Regions from separate parts of the Pan troglodytes genome. Here all the other regions are linked to region 2. The links are chromatin contacts, called in public HiChIP or PLAC-seq maps. All regions are on one chromosome and are shown on one strand. The core of a region is the stretch at or near the end of the contact, and the rest is flanking DNA. Distances in the headings are between cores, read along the strand shown.

What was found. HiChIP or PLAC-seq counts read pairs in DNA pulled down with a chosen protein or histone mark.
Region 1: a contact with region 2 is called in an H3K4me3 HiChIP or PLAC-seq map of stem cell-derived excitatory neurons, with 5 times the contacts expected there. The contact joins the promoter of ZNF548 here to the promoter of ZNF329 in region 2.
Region 3: a contact with region 2 is called in an H3K4me3 HiChIP or PLAC-seq map of stem cell-derived excitatory neurons, with 12 times the contacts expected there. The contact joins the promoter of ZNF17 here to the promoter of ZNF329 in region 2. A contact is called at or near these places in 2 of 7 Hi-C or Micro-C datasets (blood and stem cell-derived neural progenitor cells) and 1 of 1 datasets of contacts at active chromatin or transcription factors (stem cell-derived excitatory neurons).
Region 4: a contact with region 2 is called in an H3K4me3 HiChIP or PLAC-seq map of stem cell-derived excitatory neurons, with 4 times the contacts expected there. The contact joins the promoter of ZNF460 here to the promoter of ZNF329 in region 2. A contact is called at or near these places in 1 of 7 Hi-C or Micro-C datasets (stem cell-derived neural progenitor cells) and 1 of 1 datasets of contacts at active chromatin or transcription factors (stem cell-derived excitatory neurons).

What each region holds. Positions count from the first base shown.
Region 1 is chr20:60,328,384-60,331,369 of NHGRI_mPanTro3-v2.0_pri, forward strand. ZNF548 (zinc finger protein 548) reads left to right here and starts at 1,642. Exons shown (of 4, transcript XM_003316727.6): 1 at 1,642-1,938. The coding sequence starts at 1,924.
Region 2 is chr20:61,090,925-61,094,432 of NHGRI_mPanTro3-v2.0_pri, forward strand. It overlaps ZNF329 (zinc finger protein 329), which reads right to left and starts at 2,169. Exons shown (of 4, transcript XR_010153990.1): 1 at 1,487-2,169. It overlaps ZNF274 (zinc finger protein 274), which reads left to right and starts at 2,955. Exons shown (of 5, transcript XM_009436586.5): 1 at 2,955-3,014.
Region 3 is chr20:60,349,648-60,352,888 of NHGRI_mPanTro3-v2.0_pri, forward strand. It overlaps ZNF17 (zinc finger protein 17), which reads left to right and starts at 1,358. Exons shown (of 4, transcript XM_063802299.1): 1 at 1,358-1,882.
Region 4 is chr20:60,218,406-60,221,410 of NHGRI_mPanTro3-v2.0_pri, forward strand. ZNF460 (zinc finger protein 460) reads left to right here and starts at 1,559. Exons shown (of 3, transcript XM_003316698.7): 1 at 1,559-2,463. The coding sequence starts at 2,434.

The DNA of each region.
Region 1 (2,986 bases), core at 392-2,891, 760 kb before region 2:
AAGTGTCCAGCAGAGCCACAGGTTCAACTTCATTCTCTGACTTCTCAGAATTTGCTGTCTCTCACTCAAACATTGAGATCTTATCTTTTTCTCACATCACAGATCGATTTCTCTAGGGCTTCTGTTTTTTTTTTTCTTTTGGAATAACCTACATAATTACTAATAGATTTCGGTAATTTTTTTATTTCACAAGTGTTTTTCACATTTCGACTCCCTGTGCAAATACAGTTGTAAACACAGGTGAAATTTTAAATCACTTCTGAGGAAGAAGATAGCATCATGGAATTCCACACCTTTTTTGAGGATAAGATGTGATATGCTTCAACTATGAAAACGGTAGACAATGTTGTTCAGAAATAGCATGTATCAGCTGCTCTTGAGAAATAAAAATAAAATTCTAAGCACCCCCTAACTGACTGAATGGATGCCCTCTTGACCATGAGAACCCTAGAATAACTTTGGAAGCTGAATTCACCACTATAGAGGAACGGGAAATCAGACACACCTCATTATATCCCCTACCACACTACAATCATTAGGTTTTCTTCCCTAAGGGCTAAATAGAAATCAACCTTTTAAGAAGACTACTAGCTTATCTTCCAAGGTACAGAACAGAGAGATGAGATTATTCATTCCTTCATCTTTCTCTGAGACATCTTTTTTCTCTATTCCCTTTTCCCCTCATGTGTTTACTCTATCTTATGTAAAATGTAGATTTACTGGGCACTAACTAAAGTTTCACATGTCTGTAATCATTTGTCTCACTGCCAACCCCTCTTCCTTTTTAAGGAAAATGTATAATAAATACTAAACCTCCTAAGAACCTCTTTGGAAAAACCAGCCACAGATGCTTCTGTGACTTACATTTTTCTGGATGTGCCCTTAGGCTGGTCCAGTAATCCTCCATGATTTGTGACTTATGCCTCAATCATTCATTTTGGTCGTCACTCTCATTTTCAGATAGGATTGTGATTCTTAAAATAAATGGAAAATAGATATGAAGTAGTAAGTATTATTAGAATAAAAGCGTTGCACCCTTCGTAGGAACACAATCGCTGACTCTACAGTCAGGTAAGATGTATTCTCTTTGATCCAGAGGCATAGCTTCACCCTTTCAACCTACTTCAGTGTCTTCTGTCATCCTTCCTACAAATTCCAGTCCATAGCCCTAACTGCGTAGTCTTTCTTTCTTCTTCTGGACCAAACATATTGAAGCTTACTAAACAGACGCCAAAGCGTAACTGTATGTGTATTTGAAAAGCAATAATATGGCTGGCAGGCATGAGTAGAGGCAGACTGCCTTTATGGTATGGGGTGTCTCTTTGGACGTGTAGTTATTGGGAATTAGCTGTGCTTAATAGAGTCTTAAGTAATAAGTTGCTAACATTTCTGTAAATATCCTACACTACAATCCAAAAAAAATACCGTATGTTGCCTTTAAGAGCAAGCCAAGCCCCCTCCTGTCTTTGGAGTCGGGGACTCCGTTTCCCAGCTCCCCTGACAGTGCCACTGGGCCTTTATCTGCCATATAAGGACCGATCAACGCTCTAAGACAAGTCCGGAAGCGGTGTCGAAACTTCATAACCCAGAAGACACTGCAGCTCTCGGCGGCACGACTTACCCAATAAAGGCTTAGAAGGGGACGTTTGCGTGCGTGCGTGCGCACCGTCGGAGGGCGGGACTTCCGCCGTCCTCCTGGTGGTGGTCGTTTTGGTTCTGTCTGGTGTTTCACCAACTTCGGCCTATGGCTCTGTCTGACGTCACCGAAGTGACGGAACGGAAAAGCGCGAGAAGCGGCTTGGTTCCCACCACGGAGAGGCGGGAGTGAGTCAACTGACAAGCGCTGGGGACAGTGGCGTCCTTGTCTTGCCTTTGTCGCCCCCGCCCCGCTCTTCCCTGGCTGGGCTGGCGGAGGCCTTGCTGATGAACCTGACTGAGGTGGGTGTCCCGTCCCAGGCTCCCCCGCCCGACCGGTCCTCCCAGTGCTGAAGCCCCCTGAAGGGGCCCTGCAGGTCAGGCCCCTTGTCCCGAAGAGAGGGGCGTTCCTGTGTGGGGTCCCCGTATCAGCCGATTTGATGCAGCCTCAGAGCTCCCGTTAGGGACCTCAGGTTCAGGGCATGGAGGCGCTGCCGAGTGGGCTATGTTGGGGCGTCAGGGGTGTGTGTTGTTTCTGCGGGAAAGAGAGGGTTTTGTGAATTCTCGCTTGGAATGGCAACCTGAGCAGCCAGTAACCATGGAAGGTTGTCAAGGGAGGGACAGTTGGAGGGGGCAGGTCCAGAGTTCGAAGTTTCAAGTTAGGAAAACCAGGTTAGGAATGGACACAGGGAGACGCGAAAAGGCCCTGAGGCCACTGCAGTAGACCCAGGAGAATTATGGTTGGGGCTGGACCAGTGACAGTAGAGGGAGATGTGATGAGATTCTTCATAGGCCTGAAAGATAGGGCCCGTAGGTTTTCCTGGTGCTTCAGTTATGTCTGAACAAAGGCAGTGAAGAACCGTTTCAAGTATTTGTTTTGTTTTTTGTTTTCTGTTTGAATATTTGAAAGAATGGAGTTGGGGAAGTCAGCATAAAGAGCAGATTTCCGGGAGAAGATCACAGGTTGGATTTTGGACATGGTGATTCTCAAATGTCTCAAGATGGATATGTCACACAGACAGGTGGACATAAAGGTGTGGAGTCTGAGGAAGGGGATTGGGTTAGCGATACCAGACGGATGGAGGGCTTGGACTGGGCCAGAGAATGGTCTGAGGATCAGATTGAGTAGGTCGGTCTCGGGTTTTTTTTGTTTGTTTGTTTGCATAAATTTAAGGAGTCAAGTGCAGTTTTGTTATATGGATATATTTGCACAGTGGTGAAGTCTGGGCTTTTAATGTATCCATCGCCTGAATAATGTACATTGTATCCATTAAGTAATTTTTCATCACTCATCTTCGTCTCATCCTTCTACCTGTTTGGAGTCTCCAATGTTTGTCATTCCACACTCTTT
Region 2 (3,508 bases), core at 919-3,418:
TCAGAAGAATAGAAGAGTATGCAAGAAGAGATGAGTAAAAGTAATAATCTAGTAATAAAGTTAACAATAAAGCATAACATCATTAATAATAACAAGGGTGTTTTTTCCATTCAGTGGCAAAGAGAAAACCTTAGTGCTAAGTACTGTGCTGGCACAAGTGTATATTCTTTTTTGTATTTTTTGAGACTGAGTCTCACTCTGTCCCCCAAGCTGGAGTGCAGTGACAAGATCTCAGCTCACTGCAACCTCCACCTTCCAGGTTCAAGTGAATCTCCTGCCTCAGCCTCCGGAGTAGCTGGGATTACATGCGCACACCACCACACCCGGCTAATTTTTGTATTTTTAGTAGAGACAGGGTTTCACCTTATTGGCCAGGCTGGTCTCAAACTCCTGACCTCAGGTGATCCACCCACCTCAGCCTCCCAAAGTGCTGGGATGACAGGCGTGAGCCACTGCGCCTGGCCACAAGTGTATATTCTTGTAGGTCACATGTAGGCAATCTTTTTCTGTGAAAAGCCCAATAATAAATATTTTCAGCTTTGCAGACCATAAGGTCTCTGCCATGACTACCCAACTCTTCCAGATAGCAGCATAGATAATACTAAACAAACAAGTGTGACTGCATTCCAATAAAACTTTACAGAAACAGAAGGCCCACTGAGGCCATTGTTTGCCAATCCCTGTTCAGGAATTATCTGTTTGTTCTTGGGGTAGGAGACTTTCTACATCAAGATAAGCATCCCAGAAGTCATTTACAAAATGGCACTTTTTTTGTCTCTTAGAAATGGGGTCTTGCTTTGCTGTCCAGGATGTAGTCCAGTGGCATGATCATAGCCCACTGCAGCCTTGACCTCCTGGGCTCAAGCAATCCTCCCAACTCGACCTCCCCAGTTGCTGGGACTACAGATGTACACCACCATGCCTGGCTAATTTTTTTAGTACAGATGGGGTCTCACTATTTTACCCAGGCTGCTCTCAAACTCCAGGGCTCAAGTAATCCTCAGCCTCCCAAAGTGCTGGCGTTACAGGCGTGATCCACCCTGCCTGGCCAACATATGTGATTTTTTTTTTTTTTTTTTTGAGACAGTCTTGCTCTATCGCCCAGGCTGGGGTGCAGTAGCGTGATCTCAGCTCACTGCAGCCTCCAAACTCTGCATCCCCGGTTCAAGCGATTCTCCTGTCTCAGCCTCCCAAGTAGCAGGGATTACAGGCACGTGCCACCACGCGCGGCTAATTTTTGTATTTTTAGTAGAGACGGGGTTTCACCATGTTGGCCAGGCTGGTCTACAACCCCTGAGCTCACGCAATCCGCCCGCTTGGGCCACCCAAAGTGCTGGGATTACAGGCGTCAGCCACAGCTGTAGCTTATTTAATGGGGCACTCAAGGCCTTTTGCTGCTGGCTCAACATCCCTTTCAGGCCTTCACTGACCTATGCCACACAGCACTTGCGCCCAGGGATAAAGAGCCGGATCAGCTTCTGCTCACCCCAGTCCTCTTGCCAGAAAGGCCCTCTGGCCTTTGTCCAGTTGCTGGACGCTGCCTCTTCTTTCTGGTTGGTCTCCTCCTCCAGGAGGCATTCGCGAACGCCCCAGTGGAGCCACACGGTCCATGCCTCTTCCACTTATTTCCCCAGGGCTCACATTCCACAACTACTAAATCAACACCGACACACTCATAAGCAGCCCCTTCCTCGTCCTTTTTTTCCTCCTGAGCTCGGGAACGTCTGCTGGGGGTGAGGGGGACTCGCAGACCACCCCCACCCCCGCCCCAGGCGGAGGTCGGGGGCCGTCACCTGGCCAGGTCTCCGGGGAACGGCTCGGGCGGCTGACACCGCAGTCCGCGAGAGGCGAGGAGGATCCTTGGACTGTGGGCAGGATCGCAGGCAGCGGAGGCCCTGCCCAGAAGGCGGGATCTGGGGACGATCCCCATTCCTGCCAGCCGCAGACGCGGAGCCCACAGGAGTCCCCGCAGCCCTAGCCCGTGCACCCACGGCGGAGCCGAGGCCGCGACTCCGGGCCTGTTGGCTGGAACCCGCAGCCGTGTCCCGGGCCGCCCCGGTCGCGGCCACCCCTGAGAGCCCTTGGCCCCGTTGTATCCCGCAGTGGCTTGGGGAGTGCGGGTCATCACGCCCACCCGCCAAGGCGGACGCCGGACCCTCCACTGCGCATGAGCGCCCACTGCGGCGCCGTTGCTGCGCATGAGTGTGCTTCCACCGCCTACATCTCCCAGAAAACCCCGCGGCGCGGCGCTCCACCGCTTCCTCCCTCGGGTTGCGTTAGCCGCGACGATGGCGCCCCCCAGCGGCAGCAGGGAGGCTGTGGGGGTCCTGGGCGTTGCGGTGTGCAGGTTTTCTGGGAGGATACCTGGCGCCGACCTTGAAGGGACCCCAACGTGAGAGGGAAAGACGCCCGTGATGCCAAGCCTTGGGCAGCGGACAGCCAAAATCCTGAAACCCCGCGGTGCTCCCTGTGATTCACTTTCCAGAGGCCCCTCAGTGCCCCGACGCTGGCCCGGAGGGCGGTCGCTATCTTGAGACTGAAGCTCACTTTCGGATCCTGGGCGTTCTTGCCAGGTTTTTCATTAATACAGAGAAAACCAGTGGCTTTGTGACAGTTAGTTTTGAAACTCCCTGAGGAGGGCCGAGCGCAGTGGCTCACGCCTGTAATCCTAGCGCTTTGGGAGGCCGAGGTGGGCGGATCCCCTGAGGTCAGGAGTTCAAGGCTAGCCTGGCCAACATGGTGAAACCCCGTCTACTAAAAATACAAAAAATTAGCCGGGTGTGGTGGCGGGCACCTGTAATCCCAGCTACTCAGGAAGGCTGAGGCAAGAGAATCGCTTGAACCCGGGAGGCGGAGGTTGCGGTGAGCCTAGATCGTGCCATTGCACTCCAGCCTGGGCAACAAGAGCGAAACTCAGTCTCAAAAGAAAGGGAGAAAGAGAGAGAGGAAGGGAGGAAGGAAGGAAGAAAAGAGAAAGAGTCTCTGAGGAGCAAGCAATTCCCTCAGCCAAAGAGGTAAGAACTGCAAAATTGATAAATATTGCATGTACCTTACCCCCAAATTTTATTAAGAACATTTTCAAACATGCAGAAAATTTGAAATGATTGTGTGGGCCTGGCACAGTGGCTCACGCCTGTACTTTCTGCACTTTGGGAGGCTGGGGAGGGAGGGTCGCTTGCGCTCAGGAGTTTGAGACCAGTCTGGGCAACATAGTGAGAACTCGTCTCTACAAAAAAATTTTAAAAATTAACCGGGCTTCGTGGCGCGCGCCTGTAGTCCCAGCTACTCAGGAGTCTGAGGCGGGAGGATCCCTTGAGCCCCGGGATGTTGAGGAATGATTGTACCACTGCACTCCAGCCTGGACGACAGAGCGAGACCCTGTCTCACAAGAAAAAAAAAAATTGTGTGAACACCCACGTACCCAGCCCCTGGGTTAGATAATTAATATTCGACAATATGTGCTTGATCCAAGTATCCATTATTGCATTTATTTCGATAGTAATTAAAC
Region 3 (3,241 bases), core at 108-2,607, 740 kb before region 2:
GGTGGTTTTTTCTTTTCCTTTCGTTTCCTTCTTTCTCTCTCCTTCCTTCCTTCTTTTTGTAATTTGATAAACTAAATTTCAAGACTTTGGCCAAAAACCAGTCTTCTCCTTTACTGAATATCTCAGTGCTCCATTTTATTTTTCCCTCACCAATTCTGCAGGAGAGATCACAAGACTATGTCCATATCTTTATTTGTGGGGGTATGATTTTCAGCTAACATAGCTGCTAAGTGATTTAATTTACAATTATAGTGGTAGAAAAATAGCTCTAACTTCTGAGGTTTTGTAATTTATTGTAAAAAGCTGAATACAGGACATTTAAAGTGACCTGACAAGGTCAATACAGGACTGAGGACTAATTCATTAAATACGTCTTACATGTCTTAGAGGACCACAGACAGCTAGCAACCCTATTCCTAATGTGTCCCGTGCACTTAGTATTGTACCTGGCATCGAATGAGTGTTCATCAAATATGTTAGAGTAATAAATACGACAGCACAGTTTCCCTATTCAGTTTTACTTTTCTGGTAACTCTTTTAATATATAGTCTTTACCTCTCCCTTCAAGCCGTTAATGCACAATGTTTTCAAGTTTGAAAAAGAATCAGATTTTGGACACCAAACTTGAGTGTGTCCAAGGTTCCAGGACAACCTTAGCTTTTTTCCTCCTATCACAAATATGTTTCTCTATAACTATTTTTGCCACTTTCTTTGGATATCTACATAATCATCATTAATAGTTTCAGTAATAGCCATTTCACAAGAGTTATTCAGAGACAATTTCAACTCTCTGTGCAGACACTGTTGATACAATTTCAGGCGAAATGATAAATCACTTTCCACTAATGAGATGAGATCATGCATTCCCAAACCTTTATCTCAGGAGTAAGATGCTTTCTTTGCACAAGGGCTTTGACTGGTGGAAGGCCACACTATTCTGGCAGATAATGGTAGATAAGTCGCTTTTCCTTTTCAGTTAGGTTTCAGTCTCTTAAAATAAGTGGAAAATATCTCAGATATAAAGTAATAAGTATCATGTGAATAAAGTGTTGCTGGGTAGGCTGAAAGACAATAACTGATTATTCAAAAAGGAAAGATATTACTCCTCAAACTCCCCATCATGCCATGTCTGGGTCTTTTCAATGCGCCCAGCAGAGCACATTGAAGATCATAAAACAGTCTCCAGAGCTTCGTTCTGTGTGTATTTGGCAAGCACAAAAGAGCTGACCGCTGTGCGTGGAAGACCAGTTCTTTATGGTTGGCCATGTTCCTTCGGATGTTCGTCCTTTGGGAACTTGCTGTGCTTTACAGAATCTGAAAGGACAGGTCTCTGAAACATTTCTCTGACTTGTTCTAGACTGCCTTCCGGGAAAATCTGGATGCTTGCCGTTTAAAAGCCAATGAAGCCCCTCCACGTCCTTGGAGCCCCGCAACTGCATTTCTCAACGCCTCAGGAGGATCCTCCTGGCTTTCATCCTGAACGCGAGTTACTTAAGTTCATAAGCGGGGCAGGCAGCGGCCCGGGAACTACATTACCCAAAAGACACAGCGGCGGACACAAGCAGCGAGTGTAGCCAATGAAGGCCTAGCAGAGCGGCGTCTACGTGGGTTCGCAATGCGTGTGGGCGGGACTTCCTGCAACGCCCATGGGGTTGTCAATATGGCTGCGTTGGGATCTGTTCGCCTTCAGACTGAGTCGAGACTGAGGTGAAAAAGCGGAAAAACGCGAGAAAAGGTTTCCCCGTTGTACAGAGGCTAGAGTGAGGCTCGGCTGAATCGGTTGCAGGCGTTGGTGCCTCTGTCAGCGTCCAGGTCACTGCCGCTCCCGCCCCGCTCTTCCCTGGCTGTGCTGGCGGAGGCTGCGCCGATGAACCTGACTGAGGTGGGTGCCGCGTCCCAGGGCGCCCCGCCCGACCCCTCCTCCGAGTGCCGAAGCCCCGAGGAGGGGCCCTGCAGGTCAGGCCCCTGTGTCCCAAAGAGAGGGGCGTTCTTGTGTGGGGTACCGGTGTCCGCGGTGCTGTGAGGCGGGGGAGCTCCTGTCAGGGACCTGCACGTGCGAGGCTTAGAGGCGCTGCAGAGCGGGCGGCGCTGGGGAGCCCGAGCGTCTTTGTCTCCACGGAGCTGAGGGTGAGGCGGAGTCTCGCCTGGGAGGGCAGCGGAGCCGCTGAAAGCCGTAGAAGGCTGTGCAGGAAGGGTTATGCCCAGAGGTAGACGTTTAAAGTTGGGAAAAACAGGATGTTAAACCAGGACAAGGGGACCGCTCAGGAGACCCCTTGAGTTATGGTAGGGATGGGCCAGAGGGGTTGCAGTAGAGGGGAAGTGTGATGAGATTCTGGATGGATCTCAGAGATAGAGTCGACAGGATTTCCTGCTGCATCAAATGTAGCAGTGAGGGTAGTGAAGGGTCTATTCCATGGATTTTGTTTTGGCCTGAAAATCTGAAAGAATGGAGTTGGAGAAGTCAGCTTAGGGAGCAGGTTTCAGAGAGGATTATGAGTTGCATTTTGGAGGGCTGAGATTTGGAGGGCAGATCATGGGTGGGTCCATAAGCCTGACGCTACCTTCAGAAAGGCGCAGACCTGTCATAGGAGGGATTCTGGCTCATATCTGCAAAAACGGAGTTCTGAATGGATTAAGGAACTGGCCTAGGCTGGAGACTGAGGTGTGAGGTGGTTTAGATTTCTGCACCTGCAGACCCAGCAGCCCCCCAGGCCCACTCTGTGGAACAATAGGAAGGTCATCCAGACTAGTGGGGACATTGGTTCCAGACGGGGGTAGGGCTTTCTCACATCTAGTCAAGGGCCTCCAGCAAGCTTCCAGCAACTGAATTTGTAGCAGGCAGGCCTGGTTGCTGATGGGACCAGTAACTGACCTGCTTGCTTATCCCCTCCCTGCAACTTATTTATTTATGAATGTGTAAAACATTTTTTTTTTTGAGACAGAGTCTCGCTCCATCGCCCAGGTTGGAGTGCAGTGGCGCGATCTCGGCTCACTGCAAGCTCCGCCTCCCGGGTTCAAGCAATTCTCCTGCCTCAGCCTCCCGAGTAGCTGGGACTACAAGTGCCCGCCACCACGCCCGGCTAATTGTTTGTATTTTTAGTAGAGACAGAGACCGTGTTAGCTAGTATGGTCTCTATCTCCTGACCTCATGATCTGCCCGCCTCAGCCTCCCAAAGTACTGGGATTACAGGCATGAGCCACCGCGCCCGGCCGAATGTATAAAACATTTATTTAACCACTA
Region 4 (3,005 bases), core at 309-2,808, 870 kb before region 2:
AGTCCACAGTGCAAGTGAAAGCAAGTTTATCAAGAAAGTAAAGGAATAAAGAATGGCTACTCCATAGACAGAGCAGCCCCAAGGGCTGCTGGGTGCCCATGTTTATGGTTATTTCTTAGTGACTTGCTAAACAAGGGGTGGATTATTCATGCCTCCCCTTTTCAGACCACATAGGGTAACTCCCTGACATTGCCATGACATTTGTAAACTGTCGTGGCACTGGTGGGAGTGTAGCAGTGAGGACGACCAGAGGTCACTCTTGTCACCATTTTGGTTTTGGTGGTTTTGGCCAGCTCCTTTACTGCAACCTGTTTTATCAGCAAGGTCTTTATGATCCGTATTTTGTGCTGACCTCCTATCTCATCCTGTGACTCAGAATGCCTTAACTGTCTGGGAATGCAGCCTAGTAGGTTTTAGCTTCATTTTACCCAGCTCCTATTTAAGATAGAGTTGCTCTGGTTCATATGCCTCTGAAAAAACCATTTAAATTTAATTATAAGAGTCTGGCCAGAGTGGGTGGCTCACGTCTGTAATCCTAGCAATTTGGGAGGCCGAGGCGGGTGGATCACCTGAGGTCGGGAGTTTGAGACCAGCCTGAACAACATGGAAAAACCCTGTCTCTACTAAAAATACAAAATTAGCCAGGCATGGTGGCGCACACCTGTAATCCCAGCTACTCAGGAGGCTGAGGCAGGAGAATCGCTTGAACCCGGGAGGCGGAGGTTGCAGTGAGTGGAGACTGTGCCACTGCTCTCCAGCCTGGGCAACAAGAGTGAAACTCCATCTCAAAAAAAAAAAAAAATTTAAGAGTCACAAATATGTGAAAAAGAGAATGATGTCTTTATCAATTTTCAAAAATTACTATTGCCAATGATGAATAACAGTGTTCCTTGCACACTAATTTAGCCAAAAATATTTCTCCAAAAGTACCGCATCGTGTAGGAAATTGACTCCATCTCCACTCCTTGACTATTTTCAATCTCAAAATTAAATCTCTTGGAGAGTACTTTCTGCACACCTTTCTATTTCCTTAACCATATATATCGTCAAACCATTGAAAGCTGGACTTTATTCTCTCACTTTCATAGTCATGAAAAGAAAAAAAAAAAAGTTCCTGATGGGGACTCCTAAGACTTCGCATAATATAATCTTTGCATAGTCTAGGATTGTTAAAATTCCTAACAAGACTTTATAAACTCTCCTGTCTGCAACCAGTTAATGCTGGGTTGGACCAGGGTTCCCCTCTTTCCCGTCACTTATCCATCTACGCTCATTCTTTTCATAGCCTCACCCAATATCATGACTTGAAGTAACAGTTTACAGTAATAACTCCCAAATTTATATATCCACACTCGAATCCTCTGCCAATGTTGAATCATAGGTTGAGTATATGGCACTATGCTTTGTGGTCTTACTGACGTTTCAAACTGATCATGCTTGAAATGGGAGTACTGGGCTTCCCTGCAAGCCTGCTCCACTAGCGGCCTCCCCACCTCAGGGTACGGGAAGTCCACACGTGGCGAACGCGAAGCCTATTACATCACCCGGAAGTCCCTGCATCCTACGAAGGCTGGGCCCGGCCAAAGGAGGCCCAATAGAGGGCGGTCTGTCCTTTCCCAGCAGGCTGGGCACACTGTCAGGCGTCCTCCTTTGGGTGGCTATTTTAACTGCTCATGTATCCTTTTCTTCTATGAAAAGATCCAGAAAAGAGGCAAAGCAAGCGAGAAGTCGCGGGCCCAGCCCACAGCAGGGTAAGCACCTTTGTTCGGGGTCTGAATCGGGGCGAATATCCCCGCCTCCTGACCTCGATTTTCCTGAGCTAGAAGGCACCTTTCGACCCTCCGACTTGTGCCTATACTAAAGCGGTGGCCCTAAGACGACGCGGGGGTTCTGGTGCGCACTTACGTGCAGTCGGATGCGCTGGGTGAGTTCCCACACCCGGTAGATGTAAGGGAAAAACTGCATTACCCAGAAGGCACTGCCCCTTGCGTCGGCCGCGGACTCTGGGCCATTGACGACCCAGGACAGGAGAGTTTTCTGCCGGCCAGGGCGGCGGAGGCGGGACTTCCGCTTCTTCGTGTGACGTCATCTCCGTGGGCCGGTTTGGCCCTGAAACAGTGTGGGGCCTAGAGCGCTGGGTGGGCGCGTTCTGCGGCCTGAGCAGGGACGGGTAGTGAAGCGGTTACGCCCCTTCTTCGCGTCTTGGCGGGAGCCTGACGCCCCGCTTCTCCCCTAACGAGGTGTCCCACCGGCGCCCGCCGAGGCCTAGGCCTCCGCAGCCGCCCTCCGTCTCCTCAGCCCCGACGCTGCGCCTTGGGCCTTGTGCGCATTTTTTTCGGGGGAAAACTGAGGCTCGGAGTGCGAAAGTCAGCCGAGGTCGCCCCGCCCAGGACAGAGAAGGGCCGTGGTCGGCTGATCCGCGGCATTCCCGGGATGGCGGCGGCGTGGATGGCTCCGGCGCAGGTGAGTGGACGAGGTTTCGGCCTTGTTGCTGCTGTGCTATTTCTAGAGGCCTCGTGGGCAGGCTGGAAGCCAAGACAGCCACAGGATTTTTCTTTGTCGCCATCGTTTATTTAAGAGAAATGGCCGTGGCTTGTCATTTCCTTTATCCGCAGTCCTGCAACAGTGTTGGCCTCTGATAGGTGTTCAGACCGTGGTTGAAGGAGTGATGCTTCCTTCTAGGGATCTCATCACACTTCCCCTAAATCCAACCTTCTCTGTTGCCTGCCAGCCCGTACCCCATCCACCTGGCCAACCACCCCTGACCTTGTCTGTTTGCATTTTTCCCTGGTCCTTTGCTCTTCAGAGCCACCAACCTGACCGTGCGGTCTTCTTCCATTTGCCAGGCTTTCTCCTTGCACTTCCTTTTACTTCGAACACTGCCCCTGTAACTTTGCAGGGCCTCCCTTTCACATCCTTTTGGCATCTGTCCAGGTGTCACCTATTTGGAGGTGCCTTTTTTGGCAATTCCGGCTAAAGCGGCACCTTACACCCTTGCCCAGAGT